Linked DNA regions of Mus musculus: all the other regions are linked to region 3. The links are chromatin contacts, called in public promoter capture Hi-C maps. All regions are on one chromosome and are shown on one strand. Each heading gives the region's core, a stretch centred on a gene start, on an enhancer-like site or on the middle of the called end of the contact. The rest is flanking DNA. Distances are from core to core; before and after follow the strand shown.

What was found. Promoter capture Hi-C pulls out the DNA fragments that hold promoters and counts their contacts.
Region 1: a promoter capture Hi-C map of liver shows a contact between it and region 3, with 5 times the contacts expected there. The contact joins the promoter of Ubac1 here to the promoter of Brd3os in region 3. A contact is called at or near these places in 4 of 39 promoter capture datasets (hippocampal neurons, liver and pre-B cells).
Region 2: a contact with region 3 is called in a promoter capture Hi-C map of liver, with 5 times the contacts expected there. The contact joins the promoter of Camsap1 here to the promoter of Brd3os in region 3. A contact is called at or near these places in 4 of 39 promoter capture datasets (hippocampal neurons, liver and pre-B cells).
Region 4: a contact with region 3 is called in a promoter capture Hi-C map of liver, with 4 times the contacts expected there. The contact joins the promoter of Ttf1 here to the promoter of Brd3os in region 3. A contact is called at or near these places in 4 of 39 promoter capture datasets (hippocampal neurons, liver and neutrophils).
Region 5: a contact with region 3 is called in a promoter capture Hi-C map of hematopoietic stem and progenitor cells, with 3 times the contacts expected there. The contact joins the promoter of Ddx31 here to the promoter of Brd3os in region 3. A contact is called at or near these places in 8 of 39 promoter capture datasets (embryonic stem cells, fetal liver, hematopoietic stem and progenitor cells and 4 more).
Region 6: a promoter capture Hi-C map of stem cell-derived epiblast-like cells shows a contact between it and region 3, with 4 times the contacts expected there. The contact joins the promoter of Lhx3 here to the promoter of Brd3os in region 3. A contact is called at or near these places in 6 of 39 promoter capture datasets (embryonic stem cells, hippocampal neurons, liver and 2 more) and 1 of 9 other capture datasets (liver).
Region 7: a promoter capture Hi-C map of liver shows a contact between it and region 3, with 4 times the contacts expected there. The contact joins the promoter of Setx here to the promoter of Brd3os in region 3. A contact is called at or near these places in 1 of 39 promoter capture datasets (liver) and 1 of 115 datasets of contacts at active chromatin or transcription factors (large pre-B cells).

The regions. Positions count from the first base shown.
Region 1 is chr2:26,019,694-26,023,338 of GRCm38.p6, reverse strand. Ubac1 (ubiquitin associated domain containing 1) reads left to right here and starts at 1,579. Exons shown (of 10, transcript NM_133835.2): 1 at 1,579-1,942. The coding sequence starts at 1,805.
Region 2 is chr2:25,981,334-25,984,955 of GRCm38.p6, reverse strand. Camsap1 (calmodulin regulated spectrin-associated protein 1) reads left to right here and starts at 1,674. Exons shown (of 18, transcript NM_001372499.1): 1 at 1,674-2,174. The coding sequence starts at 2,018.
Region 3 is chr2:27,441,131-27,445,257 of GRCm38.p6, reverse strand. Brd3os (bromodomain containing 3, opposite strand) reads right to left here and starts at 2,822. Exons shown (of 2, transcript NM_001360791.1): 1 at 2,444-2,822; 2 at 1,037-2,330. The coding sequence starts at 1,875. The coding sequence ends at 1,621.
Region 4 is chr2:29,057,910-29,061,849 of GRCm38.p6, reverse strand. It overlaps Ttf1 (transcription termination factor, RNA polymerase I), which reads right to left and starts at 1,587. Exons shown (of 12, transcript NM_009442.2): 1 at 1,547-1,587.
Region 5 is chr2:28,838,474-28,842,095 of GRCm38.p6, reverse strand. It overlaps Ddx31 (DEAD/H box helicase 31), which reads right to left and starts at 1,690. Exons shown (of 20, transcript NM_001033294.3): 1 at 1,236-1,690. The coding sequence starts at 1,244. Gtf3c4 (general transcription factor IIIC, polypeptide 4) reads left to right here and starts at 1,736. Exons shown (of 5, transcript NM_172977.3): 1 at 1,736-2,213. The coding sequence starts at 1,869.
Region 6 is chr2:26,205,202-26,209,299 of GRCm38.p6, reverse strand. It overlaps Lhx3 (LIM homeobox protein 3), which reads left to right and starts at 2,725. Exons shown (of 6, transcript NM_001039653.2): 1 at 2,725-2,955. The coding sequence starts at 2,862. It overlaps Qsox2 (quiescin Q6 sulfhydryl oxidase 2), which reads left to right. Exons shown (of 12, transcript NM_001302956.1): 12 at 1-176.
Region 7 is chr2:29,123,404-29,127,189 of GRCm38.p6, reverse strand. It overlaps Setx (senataxin), which reads right to left and starts at 2,198. Exons shown (of 26, transcript NM_198033.2): 1 at 1,641-2,198; 2 at 1,227-1,338; 3 at 127-316. The coding sequence starts at 303.

The DNA of each region.
Region 1 (3,645 bases), core at 330-2,829, 1.4 Mb after region 3:
GCACCAGATGGGCAGAAGCTGAGTCTCCATGCAAGCTCCTTGCCTTAGCCCAGCTGGTGAGTAGAGGGAGATGCATTCTCCCTTGAATACTGCATGAGCACCCACAGAGCTGTGCCTGCCGGGCTTCTGTAGTAAGGCTGACCTGGGAGGCTGGGCAGCCTATCCTTCCTCATAGTGCTCTGAGGGGTATCTCTGTGTTCACATAGAAGCCTGGAGGTTTTGGAGGAGAGGATCTGTTGTCTCCAGCTCCAAAGGGACCTCATACACACATTGCAAAGATCACTGTCTCCACAATTCCTTCTGCTCACTTCACTCTTGGGAATCCTGGAGAGCCAGATCAAGCATATGGAAGGGACTTGTCCCGTGTCCCTCTGGGTACTTCTTTCAGTATATCCAGTGGTAGGATGCTGAATGGGCTATGTGGAAATACTTGCAAACATTCTTATTATGCCCTAGGTGGCACCATGACAGGCTTCCAAGAGAAAGAGGACATTAGGCCTCTGAAGACTGGGGCTTAGTAGCCTAGGCTTTGGACAAAGAGCAAGGGGTTTGTTGGGGAGAGGCCTGGGGAACTTGAAGACCAGCTGGAGGGGCCTCAGACCCACTCCTCACAACCCTTATTGCTTAGTTCTGTACCATCTGCCAAGACACAGATCTGTGGCAAGAGCTCATGGATCTTGTCAAAGATGACTATGAACTTGAACTGTTCCTCCTACCTCCACACCACCATTCCTGGATCACTAATAATTATGATATTATTTATTTTTTATTTGTTTTTTTTTAGCTTAAAAAGATTTATTTTGTAAGTATTGTGCTTACATATATGTATCAACAGTGTGTCTGATCTTCAAGATAATTCTGAAGCACCATTGTGGGTTCTGAGAAACACAGGATCCTCAGCAAGAGTAGAAAGTAATCCTAACCACCGAGCCAGGGCCCCCCATCCCGTATGTGTGAGTGTGTGCGCGCATGCGTGTGTGTGTGTGTGTGTGTGTGTGTGTGTGTGTGTGTGTGTGTGTGTACGCACGCGCATTTGTATGTGTTTTATGCAGGCTTGTATTCCAGAGTGGTTCTGAACTCATTATGTAGTCAAGGATGACCTGTTTGACCTTCTGGTTCTGCCTAAACGTTCAGGATTATAAACCTGTGCCAGGCGTATGCTGCGCCGAGGAGCAAACCCAGGGCTTTGTGCATGGCATACAAGCACTTACAACTGTGACACATTTCTAGTGCCCTGACCCAGACGTATTATCTTGTGTACTTGACTCCGGAGCCCTTTTCAATTCCAACAGACCAGCAAATCAGGTAACAAGGCTGGGAGGTGCTGAAGGAATGAGGTATATGGAGAACTACAACTCCCGGTATGCATCTGACCCACCTCACACATTAATTTTTGGTAAGGGGGCCGTGAGCCTGCCTGGGAACGACAACTCCCGGCGTGCCTTGGTGCACTTTACCTATTTCCGGCGCGGTGCGGGCGGGGGGTGCGGGGGGTGGGGTGGGCAACAGCAGAATGCCTGCCAAAAAAAAACCACATTTCCCGGCATACCCACGGGCGCTCATTACGCACTTCCGGCGCGGCTGCGACCGCGCGCTCCGGGCGGCTACGGCGACACGGGCAGTGGCAGCAAGGGTACAGCTCCTGCCCCTTCAGTGACGGGCGGCGGAGCTGACAGGAGCCGGGGCGGGGCGGCGGCGGCCAGCGAAGGAGCGCACGGCGGCCCGGCCCCGCCCCTGGTCCTCCCGCCAGCCTCAGTGACCTTCACTGGTTCGGGCGGCGGGTGCAGGCCCGGGCGGCGGCGCGATGTTCGTGCAGGAGGAGAAGATCTTCGCGGGCAAGGTGCTTCGGCTGCACATCTGCGCAGCCGACGGCGCCGAGTGGCTGGAGGAGGCGACCGAGGACACATCGGTGGAGAAGCTCAAGGAGAGTTGCCTCAAACATGTAAGGCCGAGCTCCTTACGACCCAGTTCCACCTCTGCCTCCGTTCTGAAAACCAGAAACCTAGACTTATGTCCCAGACTCCGCCCCAGTCCCCAGCCTTCTGGTTGCCCCGACACTCCTATCTCTACCTAGACGCCAGATTTTCGCTTCTTCCTGGACCGGTCCCCAGTCCCTGCCGTGCAGCCCGCTGCTCCCAGCCTTCGCTCCTCCGGGCCTGGGCAGCGCCTTCCGCTCCTCCAATCACAAACCTAGTGCTCAGAGAAGAGCATCTGGCCCCCGCTGTTGAGCGAGCTTTATTTAATTTCTGCAACGTGCTAGGGAGGTGAAGGCGAGAGTGAACAGAGACTGGGAGAGGCAAAGGCAAGGGATCATGGTTTTCTAGCCTTGGGGCTTGCCTGCTGTTGGGATGAGCTTTTAGTTTCCTCCAGAAGCTGGAAGTAACTAGATCCCATTATAAGAGGACTGGCTCCTTGCCTGAGGAGCCAGCTGCTAGGAGCCCATGGCCGGGACTTGACACTTAGCAGTAGTCACTTAAAATAGTGTCACTGTGGGACAAGTTCCTTGGCTTCTACTTTCTATTGGGGCAACAGTTGATTGAGTGGGAAGGTCCAGGATGACTGTCTCCTGCCAGCAAGTGGCATTTGTTAAGTTTACTTACATTCAGTGAACGTTGTACTATAGTTAGCCTTTTAGTTTTAGTTAAGTCTTGGAATTAGTTCTTGAAGCCTTCCTGGCTCTAACTGCTCCCAGTTGAAGATGAAACAGATGTCTGTTAGACACTGGTAGCCTATGGAAGCACCATGCCAGACAAGATTAGTGCCAGATAGCTTTTTAGAGGGGACTCTTCGGAAAGTTAGGGATCTACAGCAGTAGGTTGTGTTAAAGTTCAGCATTGTGTTTCCTCTAAAGGCAGTCTTCAAGTTACTATAGCAGCTGCTTGCAAAGGGTAGTTTATCATCTGTGTGCCTTTGTGTAGTCAGTGTGTAATGTCAGGCAGGCTCCAAGAGATCTGTTTCAAGCCCCTCTTCTGCAGTGCATTAGATGTTGAGTAACCGTGGGTCTCAGTGTCTGTGGTTCACCTCAATGAGGCTCACATACAGGACAAAATGTATTTTAGACTGCCCAAGGAGTCCCCAACCTTTAAGCTTGTGTTGAGCCTGTGGATTTTCTCAATAGCAAGACCCAGAGGCTCAGCAGAAGCTTAAAGACTGGGGCCTCCTTGGGCATCTAGACTGTTCCCTAGCATCCATGCTGGCCTAGTACTATGCTGTGTCATCTCCTAGGTCAGTTCCTCGGGGGCTGAGCTTGGAGTAACTTCAAAGTCGGTGTAAGGATTGAAGGAATGAAAGGTGTCAGCCTCAAACCACATGAGCATGGGATGTCACCTTCACTGCTGTGATCTCTTGCCTAACTCACTTGTGGTGTGGATATACGTAATGAGCATGGCAGTATTCTATGAAGGGGGTAGGGAGATGATTCACAGATGCTTGCTAATACATTTTAGGGGCAGTATGGTTAGGCTTAGGCAGCAGGTTTTGATATGATGCTAATTATTTGTGATGTTTAATATTCCAGTTGATATTGGAGTTGTATCATTTTGACCATTTTTGTCATTATTCTTGTTTAAATTGAGACTATTCTACTCCACATTTTCCAGGGCAGAGGGCTGAAGCAGCAGGAGAATTTCACAGCATTCTAGATCA
Region 2 (3,622 bases), core at 425-2,924, 1.5 Mb after region 3:
AGCAAATGGATTCCTCAGAGCTGCAGAATACAAAGCCAGAACATCAGACCACCATCCCTGGCCCCCTTTCTTCTCTCTCCTATATTCTCAGGTTTGTCCTGTTACCTACCTGGCATTCCACCCCCCCCCCCCCGGCCCCATCCCAGTCCGGCCAAGTTCTGCTGTCCCACCACCTTTGGCCCCAAGTCTGAGCCTTGCTGGTTTTACACACCGGGGTTTAGATCAGCCTACCATAGCAGCCCAGTCTACTGCTCCTCGGACAGACACTAGGCTCACTTTTTACTCCTTTCTGCCCAAATGTCATTCTCTTCGGTCTCTCCATGGGTACCCAGCCCTAACCAATTTTTATTTCATTTTATTTTAAACAGGGTCTCACTATGTGGTTTTGGCTGACCTGGAACTCGATTAGAAACAGGGTGGCTCTGAAGTCACTGAGATGCACTTGCCTCTGCCTCCCAAGTGCTGGGTTCAAGATACTTGCCACATGAGGCCACTATCCATTTTTTGTTTGTTTTGTTTTTTGAGACAGGGTCTCATCTCCAGTAGCTGAAGCCGGCCTTGAATTTCATCTAGATCCTCCTGCCTCCAGTCTCCCCACTGCAGGGATTACAATCATGGGATACCATGCCCAGGCTCATCCGCGGCTCTTTCTGACTACATCATACATGCACTTGGACTTGAGGGACAGCTACCTGTACAACATCCACTCTACACACTGCCTTCTTCATACATAGGGCGGCTCTGGCAATGACAGAAGTTAAACACCTTGAAGTTTGCAGATGATGGTTAGTAAGGTCACCCACGCCCGGGCCGGAGGGTTCCTGAGCCTTCCCAGGGGCTGGTGCGCACACAGTCCGCTCTTCAGTGACATCTTTCTCCTTCCGCACCCAGTTTTCAAAAATATACTATTGCTCCTTTCAAGCACTAAAATGCAGGTCACACGCGACGATGGTCCTAGGCTGGCATCCATTTCCCTTAGATGCCAAAACTGGTTGAGAGATCTGATAGTGCCCACCGAGGAGGAGGAGGAGGCGGAGCTCGCGGTTGCTCCGGACTCCCGAGAGCTGCGGGGATTGTTTCTCTGGGCTAATCTCAGGCGCAGTTCTCGAGCCGCACACACTCTGCGACGCCCACTTTCTGCCAGTCCGGGCGGAGACGTCTTGGCATCTCAGTCCACAGATGCAGCACCGGTGCAGACTCTAAGGGCGCTCAGTTCTCAGAGAGCTGGCCTTGCCAGAGGTAGAGGCGAACGTCTCTGCACACAGGACTGAGGCTCAATCAAGGCCAGAGATTAGTCTCTCAAGTTGCTAGGAAACAGGCTAGCCCTCAGAAGAGAATACTGCGCCTGCGCGGGATCCGGACAGGGGCGTGTCCACTGTGCCGGGGGGTGGGCGGGGAGGGGCCGGATGGACTAGCGTGTATGCAGCCTTGAGGACGAAGTAGAGGCGGGGCCGAGGGTGTGTCCATAGCTACTAAGGACACGGACTGGGCTAGGTTAGAGGGGCGTGCCTACTCTGCAGGACCAGGGCTGGGGGCGGGGCTGAGGGTGTACCCAGAGCATCTGAAGAAGGGGACAGGTACGGAGCCTTCAGGAGGAGGGCGGGGCGAGCGGGCGGTGTTACGGGCGGTGCCTACTGCGCTTGCGGAGAAAGGTGGGGCTGCGGGGGGCGGTAAGTGCGCCTGCGTGACGCGGCGGCGGCGCGTTAGCTCCCACCCGTTGGCCGCCGCCTCAGCTGCCGCTTCTCCTGGGCCGCGCACGCGCCTCCGCCACCGCCCCCGGCCCGTGCTCGCACCGCGCTTGCCCCGCGCCTGCCCCGCGCCTTCCTCGGCCGGCGCTTGCCCGCCGCCGCCTGCCCGGCCCGCTCGGCGCCTTCTCGGCCTCGGCTCGGCGCCCGCAGCATGCAGCAGCCTGGGTGGCGGCGGCGGCCGTGAAGTAAGGGCCGTGCGCCCGGGCGGGCGGCGCGGGAGGGCGGCGGCGTCTTTGTTGCGGCCGGGCTGCCGCGGCCTTTGTCTGCAGATGGTGGACGCGGGCGGTCGCTGTGCCGCCGAAGGCTGGAGGAGGATGGAGGCGCCCCCGGAGGGCGCCGACCTGGTGCCGCTGGACCGCTACGACGCGGCGCGGGCCAAGATCGCCGCCAACCTGCAGTGGATCTGTGCGAAGGCCTATGGCCTAGGTGGGCGGGCGCGGCGGGGTCCGGGGTCGGGGGATGGGATTACAGGGAGACGGACGGGGAATGAATCCGGTTCCAGGATGGTACTAGAGGGGAGCCGACGGGGAACGCACTGGTTTCGGATGCGACCGGGAGGTGTCGGACGGGTATAGGAGCCGGGGTATGGGACCAGAACTGGGGTCGGACTACGACGGGGGATGGGACCAGAGGGGAACGCGACGGCCGCAGAATGGGACCAGAGGGAGACCGACGGAAACGACCAGGTATGAGACCAGAGGGGTCAGAAAAGGGACTGACATGCTGGGGGATGAGAGCAGAGAGTTTCGGACGTTGGACAGACGGGGCAGGTTGGGACCAGAGGGGATCTGACGGGTCTTGGGGGGATGAGACGCACGGGAGGAGGTTGTAAGGTCTAGGGACAAGGAATGGAGACAGAGCCAAGATTGAGAATGAGGCCGGTGACAGGGCCAAGGCGCGCCTTCGCGTGGTGTCAGTTCAAGTCTTGCTGTTCTGGCGGCGGCCCAGGTGAGCGAGCGCTGAGGTAGCCCAGGGTCGGTCCAGGCATGGGACTGTGTTCGCGTGTCATCCATGCTCTCTGAGTCTCGGTGGGTGGAGGGTGCCTATCATGTGCAGTGTTATTCTCTGGCAATTGGACTGGTCCTCTAAGTCCAAGAAAGACTCTTACCTAAATAACCACTGCTTAGCTGTTCCTTACTGCATCAGGGTGACTAGAAGGCTGGATAGTTTGAGACTTAGTCTCAAACTAGAGTTCCAGCCAATCTGGTTTATATATTATGAAATTTGGTACTTAACAGAACAGAAGTTATTGGATACTCCAAAGATACATTATGTGTAATACAGATTGTATAGAAACCATCATCTCCTTTGGTTAATTCCTGTTGTAAAGAGCAAGGTAACCTTGTTTATGAAGCCTAATATGCTTAGTAGGATTAGGATTCTCTGATTTGGTGCTCTGGGAACATTGCAGACCAAATAGTGCTGGTAATGAGTTGGTTGGGAGGCTCTAGTATCAGGGCAGGTGTCTTGTTTTAGGCATAAAACTATGATAAATGAAGCATAAATTACCCTTGTGCTGGCAAAAACATTACCTGAAGACTTGGGTTACTGAGATAACCCTTTCAGGAAAGGGTTAGGTGACCACTTTGGAAAACTTGCTAAGCAGGTGTGCTCGGTGACAGTGGCCTCCAACTAGTCATAAGAACAAACTGTTTTGTGAGTCTTGGGATTAAATAAACTGCTTTATTTTAAATTTACTTCTGTGGTATAAAACTAGCAGTGAGGAAGAAATTCTTTTATAGTTTTCAGTGTTATAATTCTTGGTCACTGTTTCTATTCAGTGCAGGGCTTTACCTTACTTAAAAAAGTGCAATTGAAGAAGTTGGGTGGTAGCTGCCCAAGCTTTTAATACCAACACCCGGGAGGCAACACAG
Region 3 (4,127 bases), core at 1,573-4,072:
AATTGTGGGATAGGCCTCCAAATGTAGTGGGCCAAGTAGAAATGTGTTAGAACATATAAAGAGCCCTATACTGCTCACTACAAGTTGGCCGTAGTGTGGCTTAGGCACCGTGAAGAAGGAATGAGAGGAGGGTCACTGGGCTCTAGGGAATGTCCGTCCCATCCAGAGTGGGTCAGGCTACTTTGGCACTCTTGCTGACACTAACCCTTCTCATCAGACTAGGTCTTTTGGCATTGGCCTGGCCTCCTAGCACAGATGGCATCCTCTGCAGTGTAAGCAGTGTAGTGGCTTCCCAGTGTCCTACATGGAGCATCATGCTGTGTGCTACCCATATCTGCTATTCGCCTGAAGACAGAGGCCCAAGTGCTCACAGTCCTAGCACATCTGTGGTCTATCTCCAAGTTAATGTGCAGTGTCTGATTCAGACAGACGGCCTTGGGTTAGGATAATGTGTGAGCAGGTAGTGGGAATTCCAGATACACATGAAGCTTGCTTGCAGCATTTCAGTTGAACTGAAAGACTTGACAGAAACTAATGAACTTGGAACAGTTTCTAAGTGTTATGCCCCAGGTCAGGCCAACCAACCCATACTATCTATGGGCTTCCTCTATATTTACAGGAATGTATTACAGAAGTCTAACCCATACCCTTGATTTTGGCTGGGACTGAGCCTAAGGACCTAGGCCCCTCAGGAGGCTCCAGCTAGTCAGGCTGGATGAAGTGTTTGAGGGATGCACCGTATCCTGATAGTTGTAACACAAATGTGCACATCTGCAAAGAGATACAGAGTACAGTGAATACAGCCATGGATGAGACATGCCTTTTGCATACATTACAAGCCAGGTGTCATCTGCCTGATGAGTGGGCAGAGCAAGGTGCACGGGGAGGGTTGGTGCCTCTGGAGCAGTTTGACAACACAGTGCAGAGTGAGGAGACGTGCAAACCCTTGGACAGTGGCTCTCGGCAACCACTGTCACCATTACTGTTATTTTAGAAAGCTGAGTAAGGTTTTACACAAGAAAAATGAGAAAGGGAAGAGTTTTTAAGATGTTTATTTAGAAAGCTCAGTTTTGACAAAATGCATCCCCACATTTGCATAGCCATGGGGGGGGGGGGAAGTGCTAGCCTCTAAATGAGTGCCTTCGCAGCCTGGTAGAAGAGAGGATCCGATTCGTCACCATCAGAATCCACTTTCCCCACACTCGATTAGGCTTGGAATCACTTCGGGGCACATTTTGCTTAAGGACACACCTATATAAGAGGCCACATCTGGTGGCTAGTGTGGATGCTATCACAACGCAGTAATGTCACTACCAGCACTGCCCCCCTTTCACATGCCACTGCAGTGAGCTGACAGATCTGGGACCCTGCAAGAAGAGTCACCTCCTTACCCTGGACCTGATCCATTCTATATCAGGCAGCAGCTCACAGCAGGTGAGGGTCGGGGTGTGTGTCTCTCTTGCTTCCCTTTTGTTTGGAAGCATTTCCTGGGCTTGGGCAGTGAGAGGAGCATCTAGGTACCTGTTGTGCCCCTAATAAAGTGTTGGATGACATTCTTGGGTGTTGCGTTTTTATACCACGGCTTGATCTTCATGGCCATCAAGGGTCTTCTCCCTGGAATTACATGATTGAGCAAAACTTAGACTGGCCAGTGTCCCTAGAGACCCCAAGCTGGTTTTTGTCTCGAACTAAGATGGCCTCATTTCCATACTGGGAGTACCACATGCTGCGGCTTCTGCTCAGGTATGTACTAGGTGGTACAGACTCCAACTTCTGCTGCTCTTGTTGCCAAATGAGCAAGGACGTATCCCTGTACCGGAGGCGGGCATAGGATTCTGACAGGGCCTTTTCTGCCAGCGGGACTCGCCCACTCATCCCACAGGCCCAGCGTCCTGCACACCTGGCTTTCCTCCTAGGCCAGGAACAGCCGGCTGCTGTGCTTTGTAACTAGTTGGCCAACAACCTTGATGGCTGTTGGGTTTGGGAGTCCTTGTTCAACTTAATAGTGAAAGTAGGTAACTTAGACCTTCCATAGGCAAGATCCTCAGGAGGGCAGGAGAATCCAAGACACATCTCTGACCATTCAGGAGCCACGTGAGAGCCATTCCAGACAAAGTGCTCTAGTGTTGACAGTGACTCCACACCACTCCTGGGAAGCTTATCAGGTGTCCACTGCCGCTGCAATACTGCTGAGCTCAAAGAGATGTATCCAGGGTGTCTGCAGCAGGGGCTGGCCTGTCCACCCCGCTCAAAACACAATGGGGATGTGGACTAAGCGTTGGTTCAGGTCCTTTCTTCTAGCCAGTCTTCCACTCTTACCAAGGGTGACACTACAAAGGGAAGAAACTGTCGGAAGGGGAGGGGAGTCGGGGACAGGCCCAGCATGGGCCTCACCACCAGGAGCAGCCTCTATGGGCCAGAGTGTTCAAGCGAGGTTACTCACGGATGCAGCTTGCTGAGCTGAGCTGAGCGGAAGGATGAGGCGGATGGACAATCGCAGGTCCCTTAATAACCCACAGACGGTTGGCGGTCCCAGGGTCTCCTCTCCGCTGGTGAGAGAAGCGGTCCTCAGCTATGGAGTAGAGAGCTACTGGAAGGAGGAAGGATGCGAGCCCTACGCCCCAGCGGCCAGCAAAGTCACCGCTTGCCCGGATGCTCCAGCGAAGCAGACTTTGCCACCGGCGCTCGCGGACACGCGTGGGCCTGCTGACGCAAGGGATCCAGGTCCCGGGCAGAGCCAGGAGGCCGCGGCTACGTCTCCATGGCAGCGTCGCAGGCGTGGCGAGCCGAGCACCGAGGACCAGCCTGCAGACGGACACATCGATCATTCTGTGGGCGGGGCCAAAGACCTAGAGGGAGAGGAGGAGCGTCCAGAGGGCGGTGGGGAAGGAAAGGGGAAGGACTGGAGTGGGAGGGGGAGCTTGGAGAGAACTTAGGTTAGGGGGCGGAGAGAATAGGGGGAGGAGGAGATCCAGAGAAAAGGGAGAGGGGAGGAGCTTGAAGAGAGGAGGAGCCGGAGAAAGAGGCAGAGCGAGATCCAGGATAAGGAGAGAGTGGAGAGAGAGGAGGATCCCGAGAAATTTGGGAGTGTGTAGTGGGGGAAGAATCTAGGAGATGGGGAGGCTCTGGAGGGGGGAGCATGAAAGGAATGCTAGGAGAAGACAGAGCTAGGGAGGAGAGGATGAGGATTGAGAGGAGGAGCCTGAAGAGGCAGAGGAAGAAGAGGCGTTTGGGGGAAGCAGAGTGGGCATTGCAGAGTGGAGGGGGTGGTAAACACAAAGGGAGAAGCCAGGATAGAAAAGGAGCCTGGGGAAGACACTCTGGAGTCAGGACTGGGAGGGAGATGGGGCTAAGAGCTGGGGAGAAGAGCTTGGGGGCATTGTAAGGAGGAGCATGGAGGGTGAGGAGCGGCTAGGAAACCTGGAGGAGATGCTGAAGAGGGATTAGGAGTTAGCATTAGGCACCTTCCCAGTTCTCGATCCTAACATGGTTTCTGAGGTTTTCTTTCTTTCTTTCTTTCTTTCTTTCTTTCTTTCTTTCTTTCTTTCTTTCTTTCTTTCTTTCTTTCTTTCTCTCTCTCTCTCTCTCTCTCTCTCTCTCTCTCTCTCTCTCTCTCTCTCCCTCCCTCCCTCCCTCCCTCCCTCCCTCCCTCCCTCCGTCTCTCTCTTTCTTTCTTTCTTTTTTTGTTTTTTCGAGACAGAGTTTCTCTGTATAGCCCTGGCTGCCCTGGAACTCACTTTGTAGACCAGGCTGGCCTCGAACTCAGAAATCCACCTGCCTCTGCTTCCCACAGTGCTGGGATTAATTTTATGTTTGGGTTGGAGCTTTTGTGGTCTGGAGTTTGACGCCACGGCCTTGGGCATGTTAGGCAAGTGCTCTAAGGCTAAGCTTTGTCTTCAGTCCTTATTTTCTTTGTGCAGTTTCCTTCTCAGACCTATTGCTGTTATTATTGACATCCCACTCAGATGATGGGCACATTTGTTTTCAATTTATTTAATGTGGTGTGGGATGCATCATTTCAAAAGTAGCTGCGAAATTCCGCCATTCCACATACTGCTCATTTGAATTGTCCTAAAGCCCCAGGAAAATTCAGCATACACTCCTATTACACCCGACCAAACACTGTG
Region 4 (3,940 bases), core at 338-2,837, 1.6 Mb before region 3:
TTGCAAGGTATGACACAGCAGGAGTGAACTAGGGCTAAGGATCTAAGACAGTCTTACATAATCACTGTAGCCCCAGAACCTAATCTGGTTCTGCTTAGTAGTTTTCATTTTTTTTGGCATGAATTAATGCTTTCCTTTTGGCTGTCCCTGTGCTGAGAACAGAAGGAAAACCCACAAGTGGGCAGTTGGGCTGTATTAAAATCACGGCTGGAACCAGAACACTCTCCAGAACAAGTTCTGTTTCTCTAGACCCGAGTGTCCCCTAGGGTAGCTACTAGCCAGATGAAGTTATTGAACACTTGAAATGGCGTAGGACCAAACTGTAAAACGGAAATGGATATGCTAGCCATCCATCAGTCTCTTCCCTGAGCACCACTGCCAGAGCTCCCCTGGTTCCTGACCCTCCTAGGAGTCATCATTAGGAGTCGGGTCCCTATTTTCCTCCACATCCTTATTGTGATAACACATTTAGTTACTCTTTTATTGGGGGCTTTTGTTTGTCTTTTAAAGCTGTTGAGCTCTTTTTGGGCCCCAGAGAAATTTTTGCCAAGGGCTGAGGTCACTTCGGTAACAATTAATTACAACCACTTTTCCTGAACCTTGTTTGTAATTAAGAAAAAAAAAAAGGATTATATTTTGTGTGTATGAATGCACCTCCTGTCTGCTGGGTGCTCGTGGAGGTCCCTAGAACTTAAGTCATAAATGGGTGTAACCTACTATATAGAACTGGCTGCTGGGAACCAGGCCCAAGTCTTCTACACAAGCAACAAGTGCTCTTAGCCGCTGAACCATCTCTTCACACCCTTACCCAATCTTGAGGAACGAGAGGGATTTATGCATTAGAGCTTAATTATTTATCCTCACTAAATGCGCAGGAAAAAGGGTGTAAGTGGAGAAGCTAAAAGTTTAAACTCCGGTCCTATGTTTGTGCAAGTATTTTACTTGCTAAGCCATCTCCTCAACCTCAACTCTTTTGTCTGTTATTCTTCGTGTAAAATCAACATCCTTTCAGACCTCCAGGGCCTTCAGGTCCTCATAACAAGGTCTGGCCCTTGCAGTTCATTTCTTGACATCCTCTGTCTTGGGAAGTGTTCCGATTTCCTAACGGCCTCGCGATGCCGTTAAGCCCGATGACTAGCCTCGGTGCGAAAGCCACTTTATCAGGGTACAGTCACGGACTCCAAACTGGGTCCCACCGTCCCTTCCGCACAAACTTCCCAAACAGCCCGGCAGTTTCTCGAGAAGCGCTCAGCTTCAACTACGGAGCGGAAAAGCGCCTAACCCACTAACCCCACTTCCGGCCCCGCGCAACCTCCGCTCACCACCCTAGCTTCTGACTGACCCTGCTCTGTCCCGGGCCGGCGACCGGAGGAACAGACTAGAAGGAACCCGCGGGCCGCGGCCTGGCTCCCAGGCCCCCACTGCCCCCGGCGGCGAGGAACAGGCACAACCGCCTCAGGCCGCAGCCTCACTCGGAACGTGGCACCAGCGCAGCCGCCCGCCACACTTGGGGCGCAGAAACTCAAGGAAAGCTCATCCAACCTACCCAGCGACAATGTAGCGCTCGTCTTCCAACCCGGAAGTGTTGTTAGGCGGAAATACTGTACTGACTTCCGGCCAGCTGCGCATCCGGCTGCCATAGTAACATGGAGGCGCGCAAGGATTGGACGCATGCGTAGTTGTCTATCTATGGTCGTGACGCTACGTATAGGATAGAGAAAAAGAGTGCCCTTCTAATTAAGCAACCCAGGCAAATCCCAGCCCTCCAGAAGCACAGGCAGGTATATGTGAGCTTGAAGCAAGCCTGATCTACAAAGAGAATTTGAAGCCAGTCTATACAGTGAGACTCTCATAGTAGTAGTAGTAGTAATAATAATAATAATAATAATAATAAGCCAAAACTTAGCTTATAAGCAGCCAGGCAGTGGTGGCACATGCCTTTAATCCTAGTAGAGGCAAGGCAGATCTATGAGTTTGAGGCCTGGTCCAGGACAGTCAAGGCTACACAGAAAAACCCCATCTCGAAAAGAAAAAAAAAAGTGAAAAATGTAATTGAGCCATCAAATTAGAGCTAATATCTATACCACTGGAACGTTAAAACAGTTACATTTTTGTGTGGTGATCATAAAAGTTGAAAGCTTTTCTCTTGTTTATTTGAGACAGGGTCTCATGTAGCCTAGGGTGCCTTCAAACTCACCATGGACTTCTCATTCCTTTGCCTCTACTTTCAGTACTGAGATAACAGGCAGGTACCATCATACCAGGTTTTATGCTGTGCCAGGGACTGATGCATGCTGAACAAGCACTCTACCAACTGAGCCGTATAGCAGCCTAAAAGCTGTCTTCTTGACTCTTACAACAATCCTATGTTGTGGGTATCTGTATTAGGTAATACTGTCTCAGTCCCTTCTTTTTTTTTAAAGATTTATTTATTTATTATATGTAAGTAAGTACACTGTAGCTGTCTCCAGACACTCCAGAAGAGGGCGTCAGGTCATGTTACAGATGGTTGTGAGCCACCATGTGGTTGCTGGGATTTGAACTTCGGACCTTCGGAAGAGCAGTCGGGTGCTCTTACCCACTGAGCCATTTCACCAGCCCTCAGTCCCTTCTTGTAGTGGGAAAATTTGAGGCTTTTGGTAAGATGATCTATCTGGTCCAGGGTTCCAATCCATGCTTTCCCCTCTACTATTCTTCTTTTCTTCAAACTACTGTGGGTTCCTCTGTGTGAGCTACTAAGCACCTTTGATTAAAATGGGCTGGAGAGATGGTTTAGTGGTTAAGAGCACTTACTGCTTTTCCAGAGGACCCAGGTTCAGTTCCCAGCACCTATGAGGTGGCTTACAGCTGTCCATAAGTCCAGTTCCAGGGGATGGGCTCCAATGCCCTCCTCTGACCTCTCGGGCACTGGGTGTATACATATGGTAGACATGCATATCATGTGCAGGCAAAACACTTATATACATTAAAAAAGTAAATCTTGAGGAAAATACCTAAAAAAAAATAAAATTAAATAAAAAAAAAGTAAATCTTTAAAAAAATGCACAATTTGCCAGCTGTAGTAACAAATGCCTGTAATTCCAGCATTTGTAATGCTGAGGCAGGAGGATCACAGGTTTGGGTTACATAGTGAAGCAATCTGGAAAAACTGTAAGCAAACACACCGAGTCAGGCTTGTCTGAGCAGCTGGAAGTTTGCGCTGTCTGCTTTGGTACTGACAGTGTCCACTGCTGGTCGGTAAAGCCTTGACATTCAGAGTTCAGATTGGTTATCAGTGTGTCTTGCTCCATGATGAACTCAGGGCCTTGTGGAAGTGGGTGTTTTTGCATTTAGTGCTGAAGATGGATCAGTGAACTCACATATACTGCATATATGTGGGGCATAGACTTTCCTGTAGGCCAAAACCCATATGAGTACAATAAAATAAAGCATTTCACAGAAAGAATTCTTTCTTTTTCAAAATTTTATAAATTTAATGTGCATTGGTGTTTTGCCTGCATGTGTGTTTGTGAAGGTGTCAGATCCCCTGGAATTGGAGCTATAGACAGTTGTTGTGAGCTGCCATGTGGGTACTGGGAATTGAACCCAGGTCCTCTGGAAGAGCAACCAATAACCATTGAGCCTCTAAAAAGAATTCTTATTTTTCATATGTCTGCATAATAGACATCATTACTGTACCACATTAAAATCCATGGACATGGAGCAGGAGAGACAGCTTATTGGTTAAGAACACTTGTTTGGGGCTGGCAAGATGGTTCAGCAGGTAAGAGTACTGACTGCTCTTCTGAAGGTCCTGTGTTCAAATTTCAGCAACCACATAGTGGCTCACAACCATCCATAATGAGATCTGATGCCCTCTTCTGGTGCGTCTGAAGACAGCCACAGTGCACTTATTTATAATAATAAATAAATCTAAGAAGAAGAAAAACAAGAACACTTG
Region 5 (3,622 bases), core at 441-2,940, 1.4 Mb before region 3:
CACACCCAGCCTGCATTATCTCTTAATCACTTTTGAAACAACAGTTGAAGTAACGATAAAATCTGTTCACTCAATTAAATTTTGAATTTCTTTTTCTTCTTCTTTTTGTATAGTTGAGGATGGAACTCAAAAGCCTTGCATAACTGGGTAAGCAAGATGCATGTTCCTGCTACAGGGCTGGGCATATGCCACAAGCCTGATTCAATGCTGCTGACCTAAGGCAGCTGTCTACTTCCTCAAAGGAAACACAATTGATTTTATTTCTATTACTGGCACATAGCAACTGCCTCTAAGGACCAGACAATATGCAGTTATTGCAGGTATCCCATTGGAGTCTCATAACAATCTTCTATAAAACAAATTCGTGTTCCTATTTATGGATAGGAGAGACTAACTCCCCCCAAGTCACATAGACTACTGTATTCCAAAGCTGACATCTATACCAGCCCAGGTCTACCCTACAGTAAATCCTATGCCCTCTCCTCCACTATCCGGAGGGTTGTCTGTATTTCTCCTCCCACATAGTTTCAACTATACCAATGGCTTGCTGAAGAGTCCTTACTCATCACCTTCTAAGCTTAATAAGGTCCCTCCTTCCTTCTACCAAGGTGCAACTAGGCAGTGGGTGTGTTAGTCAAAGGAGTTTAAAAGCATTGGTTGACCTGAAACTGGCTGGGCAATTTGTATTTCATTATTATCTTTTGGGTGAGGGGGATGAAGCCTCCTATCACATCTTCCCACTTTCAAGAAGATAAACCAGCAACCCTAAAACCATCTTTTTGCTGTAAGAGTCACTTTTCTCCTCTCGAGGGAACGGATACGTGGATGAAAACGTCCCGTTTAAAAGCTCAAAGAACCGAGTCCAGTCTCCATTCCTAACAGAAGTGACCCTTCCTGCCAGCAGAAGACCTGGCTCCCGACAGTTAAGACCTCATGTCTCAGGCATTATTTTCCAGCTTGGATACACCCAGCCTCCAATCCTTATGCTGACTAGTCCCCCGTCCCGTCCCCCCCTCCCCCCAGCTAGTCTCAAGAACTTGACTAGTTACTACAGCCTGCAATTCTAACCTAAGTTCTCAGACAATCTCAGGAGCCCGCCGGTCTCTTGCTCCCAAGGCGGGGTTCCCCGCTCGTTCACGTGTTTCCGAGAGCAGCCCGGCAGCCCCTCTGGACATCTTAAAGAACTCGACCGGACCTGATCACTGTGGCACCTCCCGGGCTGGGGTTGCACTCACCCGCTTCATCTGGACCTGAGTGCGTCCGAAGCACGTCCTGGAAGGCCGGTCAGGCAAAGTGCTGCAGACAGTAGCCAAAGCCCAAGTGCGGAGCCGCGGAACCAGCAGGGAGCCCAGGTAGCACGTGGAGAGGGAGGATCTTCGCAACTATCGCCGGTCCGCCGCCGCCCCTTCCGGGTCCGGGAGCCGGGACGGCACGCACCGGCGGGAGACAAGAGGCCTCACACGCCTCCGAAACCGGAAGAGGCCGAGCGCCGCCCACCCAGCAGGGTCTCCTTTAGCCACCACGCTGGTCTTCTCAGCTTTTCAGTCACCCACGGAGGCTCACTCTCCCGTGGGCTCTTAGTCGGACCTAGCACCCAGTGTCTAGGAAAGGGACTCTCTGAAGCGCCCACCTTCTCCGCGTGTCTGCAGGCGCGCCTCGGGTCAGCCCTACCGGAGCGCACTTTCCAGACAGGCAGCTCCACGGCCATCTAGCAGGGTGGCGTTGCCTAGCAACGACGGGGTCCTTTCTGGCTCGGTGGCGCTCGGGGCCTGCGGGGAGTGAACGGGCGCGGAGGGCGCTGGGAGAGGCCGGGGCAAGGTGGCGAGCGTTCAGTGTGCCGGTAACCCGACCTCCTCGCTCCTAGTAAGATGAGCGAGGCGGACCAGGCCCTGGTGGGGCCCAAGGCCGACGAGCCCTCGCCGCCCGCAGAGGAGAAGGACGAAGGGGGCGGGAAGGAGGCGGCTGCCGACGCGGCCCCCGGGCCCAGCGCCTCGTTTCGCCTCATGGTGACTCGGCGGGAGCCTGCCGTGAAGCTGCAATACGCGGTGAGCGGGTTAGAGCCGCTCTCCTGGTCTGAGGACCACCGCGTGTCTGTGTCCACGGCTCGCAGCGTCGCCGTGCTGGAGCTTATCTGCGATGTGCACAACCCAGGCCAGGATCTGGTGATCCACCGCACCTCGGTACCCGCACCTCTCAACAGCTGCCTCCTCAAGGTAAGTCGCCTCCACCGCTTCTCCCGCGGACGCGCCACGGATCCCAAGGGAAGCTGGCCTGCACCCGGCTCTAGGATTCCATGTGCATCCAACTCTTAATGAAGGGGCTAGCCTCGCCGCAGCTTTTAAAAAGTCGTGCAAGCGTCTTCACTGTTCCTAGACACCCCCGCCCCCCCAGCCAGGATCCGCTATCCATTCCTTCATTACTGGTGGATGGAACAGTTAGAGCCGTTAGCCCCGGGATTTCTGGAACTCTTGTGACTCCACCCCGCAGCTGACCCAACCCCTGACCTGTCTACCGTTGCTCCTATTGTCTGGGGCCAACTCCCCAGGCCCTGGGCTGGCTTTGTGTTTTCATTCTGTAATGCAAGCGCCCTCCTCTCGCGCCACTTTTGCTTTGAGAAGAAAAACTGATCTATTTCGTTACCTGTTTGACGGTTTCATTGTGAACGGTCCTTGTGTCTCCTTGGGTAGACAGCTCTTAAATCTGGAAGTGTGATGAAAAATAAAACCTCGGAGAGCATCAGGTGCTTAGACTTCCAAGTCCAAGGTCTCTGTAACTCTATAAATTTACTGCCTTCAACTTCATATAACCCAAGTTTGCTCCTGAACTGTAGAGTTTCTAATTTTTGTTGTATTAATGTAACCATTTTCAAACATGGTTTACTTTAGTGAGCGATGTTCCTTTTCATAGTCTATAAATGTAAAAACTTACTTTTATTTTATTTATACCTTCTGTATGTATATGCAGTAGGTAATCTGTCAAAGTGGGTGTGTGTCAAGTGAGTAGGTGCCCAATGGAGTCTGGGATAAATCAGAGTAGAGACAGCCCCTGCCCTCAAGGAGGTTATTTATCCTTTGGCAGGTCATGAACAAATAATGTAGTCTTAATATCATGGTGTGCTATAAAGCTATACACACGTATAACAGTATGCTTATTTGAAAGTAAAGTTTTTCCATACTCTTCTAGACAGCCATTCCAAATCCAGGTGATTAATCACGGGTACCATTTGAGTAGCCTGAGCTCTTTTTAGCACACTTGATTCAAATTTCAAACACACTGTTGATTTGGATAATATGTTTATTTATTTTTTTTTTATTTTATTTGGTTTTTGTTTTTTCGAGAAAGGGTTTCCCTGGCTGTCCTGGAACTCACTCTGTAGACCAGGCTGGCCTTGAACTCAGAAATCCACCTGCCTCTGCCTCCCAACTCAGAAATCCACCTGCCTCTGCCTCCCAAGTGCTGGGATTAAAGGCGTGTGCCACCACTGCCAGGCCTTTTCTCTTTTAAATAGCATCTTGAGCTTGATAATCTTGCCTGGGATTACAGACTCACAGATTTAATTAATTATTCAGCTTGACTGACTGAGTCATGTAAGATCCTAAGATCTGAGTGAAATGATTCAAAT
Region 6 (4,098 bases), core at 1,476-3,975, 1.2 Mb after region 3:
TAATATCTAGAATAGTTCAGTAATTTAAATGTTTATTTATTTTTTAATGCAAAGATTTTGAGTAAAAAGCAATTGGCATGAAAATGTCAATGAAATTTCTTAAGGGGTACATTTTGTATTTAAGTAAACTCTAATGTGCACATTGTAAGAATAAAGAAATTTGACATTTAGTAAAGTTGTTTCAGTTTTTTGAAATGTGAGCAGCTTTATGTAAAGCTGGATTCAGGGAATTCTCCAAACCCTTTTCTCCCATCTAGTTTGCAGACACAACTCTGAAGTTCTAAGAATTTTTTGTATAAATAAACTAGAGGCATTCGGGAAGACAGCCTAAAGGTCAGGCAGATAGTGAAGAGAGAATGGACTATGCTGAGACCTGCATCCTCAGATTGTCTCTGAACCCACAGAGCCTGGGAGGACCAGCCAGTCAACTAGAAAGCTGTTGAGCCTCTCACCAAATTTCCCTCCCATCTGTGCCCAGCCTGGGGCAGATTGCCCTGCAGGCACCTGGGAACTTCTGCTCAGGACCCTTCAGCTCTTCAGTAGCTGGTGGGTTTGCATGCATGAGCCTTTTCTGGAAATAGGGGTTGGAGAAAAGGGACTAAAATCTGCCTTCAGAGTACTGGATGCAGGTGGTTGAGTTCGTAGTTGGAGGCTTCTGACCTGTGCCTGCAAGCAAAAGGCCTTTGGACCCAGAATCTATTCCACGGAGTGGGTGAGGAGTGCAGTCCCAGGCTAACAGCTCAGAGGCTCCCAAACCTGAGTACTATGAACGTGGCACCTCTAGCCAAGGCCCAGAGCCCACGACAGCAAGTTGGAGCCACTATGCTACTCTGTAACAGGTAAAGGAAGGTCCAGAGAAAAGGCTACCTCGAATTATAAACTAGTCAGACCCAGCCCTAGAGTGACGCCAGCCTGACTCCGCCTGCCCAGGCCTGGAAGGGGCCAAGGGCGGGGACAGAGGAGGGGCGGGGCAGGCTTGTGAAGGTCCCCAGCACGCTGGTGCCTCCTTCAGCACCGCGGACAGCGCCAGCCCAGCGAGTGGGCCAAGGCCTGAAAGAGGTCCAGCACTTCCAGGAACACCCCGCACGAACCACTGGATTAGTGACTGCCATGCTGCTAGAAGCAGAACTCGATTGCCACCGAGAGAGGCCCGGTGCCCCTGGAGCTTCTGCCCTCTGTACCTTCAGCAGGACTCCAGGTAAGAGCCATTGCAACCTACAAGTCTCCATGCCAGGCAGGAAAAAGAGAAGAGACAGAATGCAGAGGGGTGACCAGGAGGGAGTGACTGCGGAGAAAAAAAGTACAAGGTGACAGCAGGCAGGAGAACAGGAAAGCTACAGGGTCAACAGTGACCAGAAAGGCCTGGGGCTGGTCCTAGAGATTGAATGTCCCACAGCTTCCAGAACTGCTTTGGCTTGCAGCAAGAATCCCCAGGCCAAGTCTCCCGCTTGAACTCTGATTCCCCAAGGGCCATTTCACTGCCACGGACGTTGGGAAATAATGGAGGCATTGTTGGCGGCAAGCCAGATGCCCAACAGTGTGGAGCCGCCCCTTCCCTAGTCTAGCCATACATGGCCCCCGCCCCACTGCCCTCTGCAGCAGCTGACACTCAATGGCTCACATCTCAGCTCACCCAGCACCCATTTCACTCCAAGCTAGTGTTCCCTGACCTCGGAATAACAAGTACAGAGCAACATGAAGGGACGGCTGCAGGCACAGGGCTCTTTCCGAGGCAGCAGCTGTGCTGGGACCAAGTGGAGAATCTTGCGTTCTTTCATTCATCCTTCCCATTCTGGGGTCTGATCGGTCACAGTCCTAGGGATGGAGGCAGAACAGGACAAGAAGAGGAACCAGGAGGGTGGCAGCAACCTGCTGATTCTGCAAACACTTCTAGGGTGTCCCTAATTGTTACCAGGGCACTATACCCTGCTGGATTCTAGTTCCTACCAGGAACTGCATAGGTCTGGCGCTGTCTCCTGGCTGGGTAGTAGGAGCCCTCAGTGAGGGCTCATGCAAGGATAGGATGATGGGTTCTGGTGGGCTCACCTGTTCGAATGGGGATGAGATGTGGAAATCCAGGTGCAGGGATTGTTCTAAGGAATTGGGGTGGGGAAGTAAGGGTAGATCTCAGGGCTTCCGCAGCTCAACCCTTTTCTGGCCTAGAGTCTTGGTGTGTTCCCGCAGAGGACACCGGATCTGAGGTCCTAAGAATCGTTCCTTCTCGCTGTACTGGCTCCAGGAGGCACTTCTAGTGGTGGGGTCCAGAGTGTCAGAGTTGGGGGACCTTCAAATCGAGCTCCTCGTAGCTCTACTGTGGCTTCTTTGCCACCACGTTCCCTCGCGATGGCTATCAGGTTGCCCTTCTGCTGACCAGGTGTGGTCTCAATGCTGTCCAGCTCCGGTTCAGAGTCTAAACGTGAGCAAAGAGAACGCAGTTCCCTCCCTGCCGCTTCCCTCGGGACCTCAGCCTTCCGGGAGGCTTAGCGAACTTGCTTGGGGCAGGGGCGAGCATCTGTAGGAAGCCTTGAGTGGTTACTGCGCTGTCTCCGTCCTCGGGAAGTGCAAGCCAGACGGCTTCTAGGCACCTCGGTTCCGGCTGAAAGGTGCACAGTCTCCAGTGGCCTCCAGTGGCCCCGGGAGCGTCTCTGCGACCCCCGGCCCAGCCCCGCCCCGCGGCCCCGCCCCCCACCGCTCCGCCCTCCGCGGGCCCGAGGCTTGGCGCCCAGAGGCCTCCCGTGGGCACAGCGCCCAGCAGCGACACGAGTCGCTCCGACGCCAGCTCGGAGTCCCTGCAACGGTGGCCTCGCCAGACCCAGGGGAAGTTCAGGGTCGGAGGGCGGCAGCACCAGGCACCTGGCCCCATGGAAGCTCGCGGGGAGCTGGACCCGTCCCGGGAATCCGCGGGCGGAGACCTGCTGCTGGCGTTGTTGGCGCGAAGGGCTGACCTGCGCCGAGGTGGGTGCCCGACGGAGAGGCTGCACTGAACAGGCCCAGATGTCCTCGGCTTTTTCTGGCCCTTGTGCGGAGGCCAGCAGAAGCCAAGGTATCTGGACAAGGGTGTGTCTGAGGGGCTCTGACATGGCTAAGCAAAGGCATCTCAAACCTCCAAAGTGTGTGGCCCTCCTGGTGCTGTGTTGTCCTGGCTTTGGGAGCCCTTGGTGATCCAGGAACGGTTTAGGAGACCTTTTGCAGCTCTGAGCTGGCTGAGGCCCCTGAGCTGGAGGGAGCATGTGAAGATGTTTCAGGACTCAGGAATCAGGGAGCAGGAGTTTCTCCTTAGGAACTGCCTTCACTCAGTTCCTTTCCCCCCATTTTCAGCGAGATCAGGTCTGGGTCATGCTGAACTCATCTCCCCTGAGTCGAGTCTTAGTGTCTGCACCGGCAGTTTACCACTAGGCTGGTGGTCAAGACGCGATTACAGGGAAAAGTGGAACTTGTCCGGGCCCCCAGTTTCTTGATCGTACCAGTCTTTTTGCAGGGCTTTGGTTCTGGGGAATAAAAGCGCTCTCCGTTTTCAAGCTGAGAGTATAACAGGATAGGAAAAGAGGAAGTTAGGCTGGCAGAAGGTCTGTCGAAGCAAGTGGGAAAAGGATTCTATGCAGACTGGGGGTATCGGATATGGCCTACTTGCTTATTTATTTATTTATTTATTTATTTATTTATTTTCCAATGGTTTATGGGATGGGTTACCCGCAGGAGCTGGGAGGAAGAGATGGGAGGGGGGATGAGAAAGGGAGGGAGGAAAGCTTGGTAAGCTAGGCTCCAGAGAGAGTTCTGTGAGGCTTGCTAGAGCACTGTTGGCTCCCGAGGCTCCACTGGGCCCTCCAACTCTGTGTAGGAAACTGTACTGAGACTGGAGTTCACCATGCCACGTAAGCAAGAGGAGATCGAGGGTGGCTTCACTGGGAGGCTTGACGGTGGCGACGGCTTTTGTAGGAAGCGGGTGTCCCCGTGTCCCTGCTGTGGGCTTCTTGGCCGAGGCGCTGTCCGTGCCTGGGTGCTGAATTTGCAGTGTTTGGCCTGTCTAGCCACCTCACTCTCTTCTGGGTATCCTTGTGGCCTTACGACGGCTCTGGTGGTGCTCTGGTACAGCTACAG
Region 7 (3,786 bases), core at 949-3,448, 1.7 Mb before region 3:
CTGGGGTGCTAGGTGCTGGAGTGGGACTAGATTTCAACACTTTAGTTAGGATCAAATTTCCCTGAATGCTTCCTTCCGACAGTAAGCTCCACTTTGTCTTCCTGTTTAAGAGCTACTGCAAATTACCTCGTGCAAGAACGGCACCTCATCTCTGGCTCGGTGGTACTCAGCCACACACTCTAAGCAGTAGCAGAGGTCTTCATCAGCTGTCTGAAATTCACTTGACCCAGTGCTAGATGCATAGCGCTTTAGGACATCAATGGTGGAAGACCCACCTGGAGTACACCAACAGCATGTGCTCATGCTGCACCTGTAGCTAAAAAGAACAAGGGACACTTACAGAAAATTTAACACTCAAGACTTACTCTTTACGACTTTCTACTTCATCTAGAAACTGCCTCCACAGCCAAAATACTCTGTTGGTCCATCTTAACTGATTAAACCCAAATCTGAAAGCAAGGCAGAGGTGAAGCACAGTAGCAGAGTAGGGGTCATGCAAAGGAGTTGAGGCTTGGTACCATGAAGAGAGCCTATGAGAGGCTATTGGTGAAGCCTAGCTACAGCGGAACAGTGTTTTGGAGATGCCAGTACCATGAGATGACCAGAAGAACAGCAGAAAAAGTGGAGTATAGGCATCTGGAGCCTAGAGGACAAGGTATGGGCTGGAGAGATGCCTCAGGGGTTAAAAGCACAGGATGCTCTTCCAGAGGTCCCAGGTTCAATTCCCGGTAACGACCAGTCCAGGAGATCTGACACCCTCACACAGACACATGCAGGCAAAACACCAATATGCATAAAAAGTAAATTATTAAAAAAATAAATATTTCACTAAGTGCTCCATTGAGAGTGCTGACACCAACTCCATCTCTAGAGCAGTAACCTCAGGATCACCTTGTCCCTCTCCTCTGCTGCATCTGAGTCTAGCACTCCTCCTTTCTTGAGTCTTCCTATTCTTTCATCATTTGCCCGAATTACTAAGTCTAATCTCTCTGCCTCACCTGACCTACCTCCAAAAATTCCTAACAAAATGCTGCCAGAGGTTACTGCACACATTAGACTTATTTTAAAAAAAAAATTAAAGATTTGTTTTATTTATATGAGTACAGTGTAGCTATCTTCAGACACACCAGAAGAGGGCATGTCAAGGTATGGATCTATGCCACATTTTTAACTCTAGTACTTATCAAATAACTAAAAAAGAAGTTATTGTTTAATAAGACAATTACCTTGACCAAGGTCCTACAGAGAAGTGATGCTCTTTGTGATTGCTGGGCTTATCTGTGAGATGTGGCTCTGCATTCAGACAGATTCACACTTTGGCCCCCAAAAAGAACATTTCTGAAATTAAAATAAAAACTGATAAAATGTCCCTTACATTATGCATCTCACCTGGGCCTTGTGTCATCTAATGAGTTACCTAGGTCAGGTTAGATCCACACACTACTGGGGGGAACGGCTTAACACTGATCCCCCCCCCCAACTTCCCTAGGGACTGTTCTCCTCCAGGGGCCAAATAGGCACTTGATCACATCCGCTGTGGGCGTACGGGAGGCTGTCCACACCGCAACGCCTGGTACGGCGGGGAGGGCGTCCGGGTGCCCATGCGGAAGCGACGCCAGGACAGAGGGTCGGATCCTTACCCGGGAGGCCTCCCTCGCCCCGAAGCTAAGGGTCCTCGCTGTACATCGTTGCCCAGGGCCGGCGGTGCTGATGCCAGAACAGCAGAGATCCGGGGGCGGGCCTCGCTTGCAGGAAACACCAAGCGCTGCCCGCCCTTGGTAGCAGCGGCAAGCCGCCGCTCTCACCAAACGCAGCTCTCCAGAAGGGTCACAGCAGGCGCCCGCTCCCGCAGGCCGCGCGCAAGTTCCCAACGGCAGTAAGCCGCGCGCCCCTCACCGCGCACGCGCTCTCCTCTCCTGCTCGTTCGCCCGCTCGCGGCTTGTCCGCGGCGCGTCTCACCCCGGCTAGGCCCGGCTGCAGCGCGCTAACCCACCTCCATGCCCCCCGCTAGAACAGCAGACGGAAGGGCAAGGCGACGCCCAACGCCCAACCCGCCGCTGCCGCGAGAGCGGACCCCGCCCTCAGCCCGCCCCCGCCAGAGCCGGCTTGTTGTGGTACACCAAGGGGGCGGACCATGGGGGCGGACGGGAGGTGGAAAGTGCAGCAGCGGGGAACAACCGGCCTGACCGCTGAGTGGCGTCACTTCCGGAACGAGGGGGGTAAGTCCGACCAATCAAGGACTCCCGTCCAAAGGAGCGGTAAATTAGCCGAGGAGCCTGTCCCCGCCCCTTTCCTCGTCCCGCCCCCTTTCTCACCCCGCCCCTTCCCCGACCCTCTTCGGGGAGATGCTTACCTGCTGGTTCCCTTTGGGCTCTTCCGCTCCCCAACGTCCGCGACGTCTGTCACGTTTCCGTCCGAAACCTAAACAATAAAATGTGTGCGTGATTCTGCAAGGGCGCCCCAAGTCGAGGGCTCTGCCCGTTTCCGACCCAGAACAGGCTCCGATAATGGAACACAGTCATGTCAGATTTCCCAAAGGACAGTTGGGTGGCCCAAAACCTCTCCTCCTCAAAAACGGAATTTAGGAAAAAAACAAATCACTTTACAAGCCCGGCAGCCTGTGGTCCCTGTACTCAGAAGGCTTAAAGCCAGCGCATCCAGGCCCAAAGGCCAGCCTCGTACAGAAAGCGATTTCGAGGCCTACATTACATTCACCAAAATTTTAAAATTAAAATAATTCTTTTTTTTAAAAAGGAAAGGGTGTGATGAGGTTTCAACTCCAGACCTGGAGGTCAGCGATTTGGAGGCCTAAATTAACCAAAAATTAAAAGTTAACATTCTTTCTTTTTCTTTTTTTTTTTTTCCTTTTTTTTTTTTTTTTAAAGGAAAGTGTGCAAGAAAGTAACTCAGGAGCACTCACCTGTCACACTGTAACACTGGGTTCCATTGCCAACGCCACAGAAAAGAACAAGGCTCTTAGAGGTGGCAGGTGGGTCAGAGACCTTCCTACCCTGGAGAACCTTAACGCAGAATGAGAAGCCAGCGCCTGAAGCACGAGGGTAAAGCTCTAAGGAACGTTCCAGAAAAGGGGGTGTGGTTTATAAGGCAGCAGATGACCGTTAGAGGGGCTTTAGCCAATCAGGAAGCGGCAGTTGAAGCTGACCGTTATTTTCTCCCCCCCCCCTTTTTTTTCATTTCGTCAAAGGTTTCTATCAAAATCAAAGTTGCAGAAAGTGGTTTCAAACTAGAAGCACTATATGTATGCATGGTTTTTAAAGTAACACATTTATGATAGTTTTTTTTTAAACAAGACTCTTGATAGCTAACTGAAATTTTCAGAAATGAGGGGAAATGATAGAAACTACCCGCAGTTCCTTGTCCCTGATGATACAGATCCTGGCAGAATTCGTAACCCAGATTTCAGACTTCAGCAATATACCATGCTTTATTCGTGAAAGGACATAAATGCTAAGTTACTCTTGAGTGTAAGAAACACAAGTCTGACGCTGGAGCGAGAGCTCAGCAGTTAGGAACACTTACTGATCTTCCAGAGGACCCAGAGTTAATTTTCTAGCGCCACATTGCAGTTCACATCTGTCTGAAACTTCGGTCCTAAGTGATGAGAACAGATGCCCTTCTCTGGGGCCGGCAATGGGTGCACATACAAGCAGGCAAAACACTCCTACACATAAAGATGAAATAAAAAGCAAATATATAATAATTACAAATAAGTATTACGTTACATTATATTTTTAGAATTATATAACATAAAATATAAATAATATA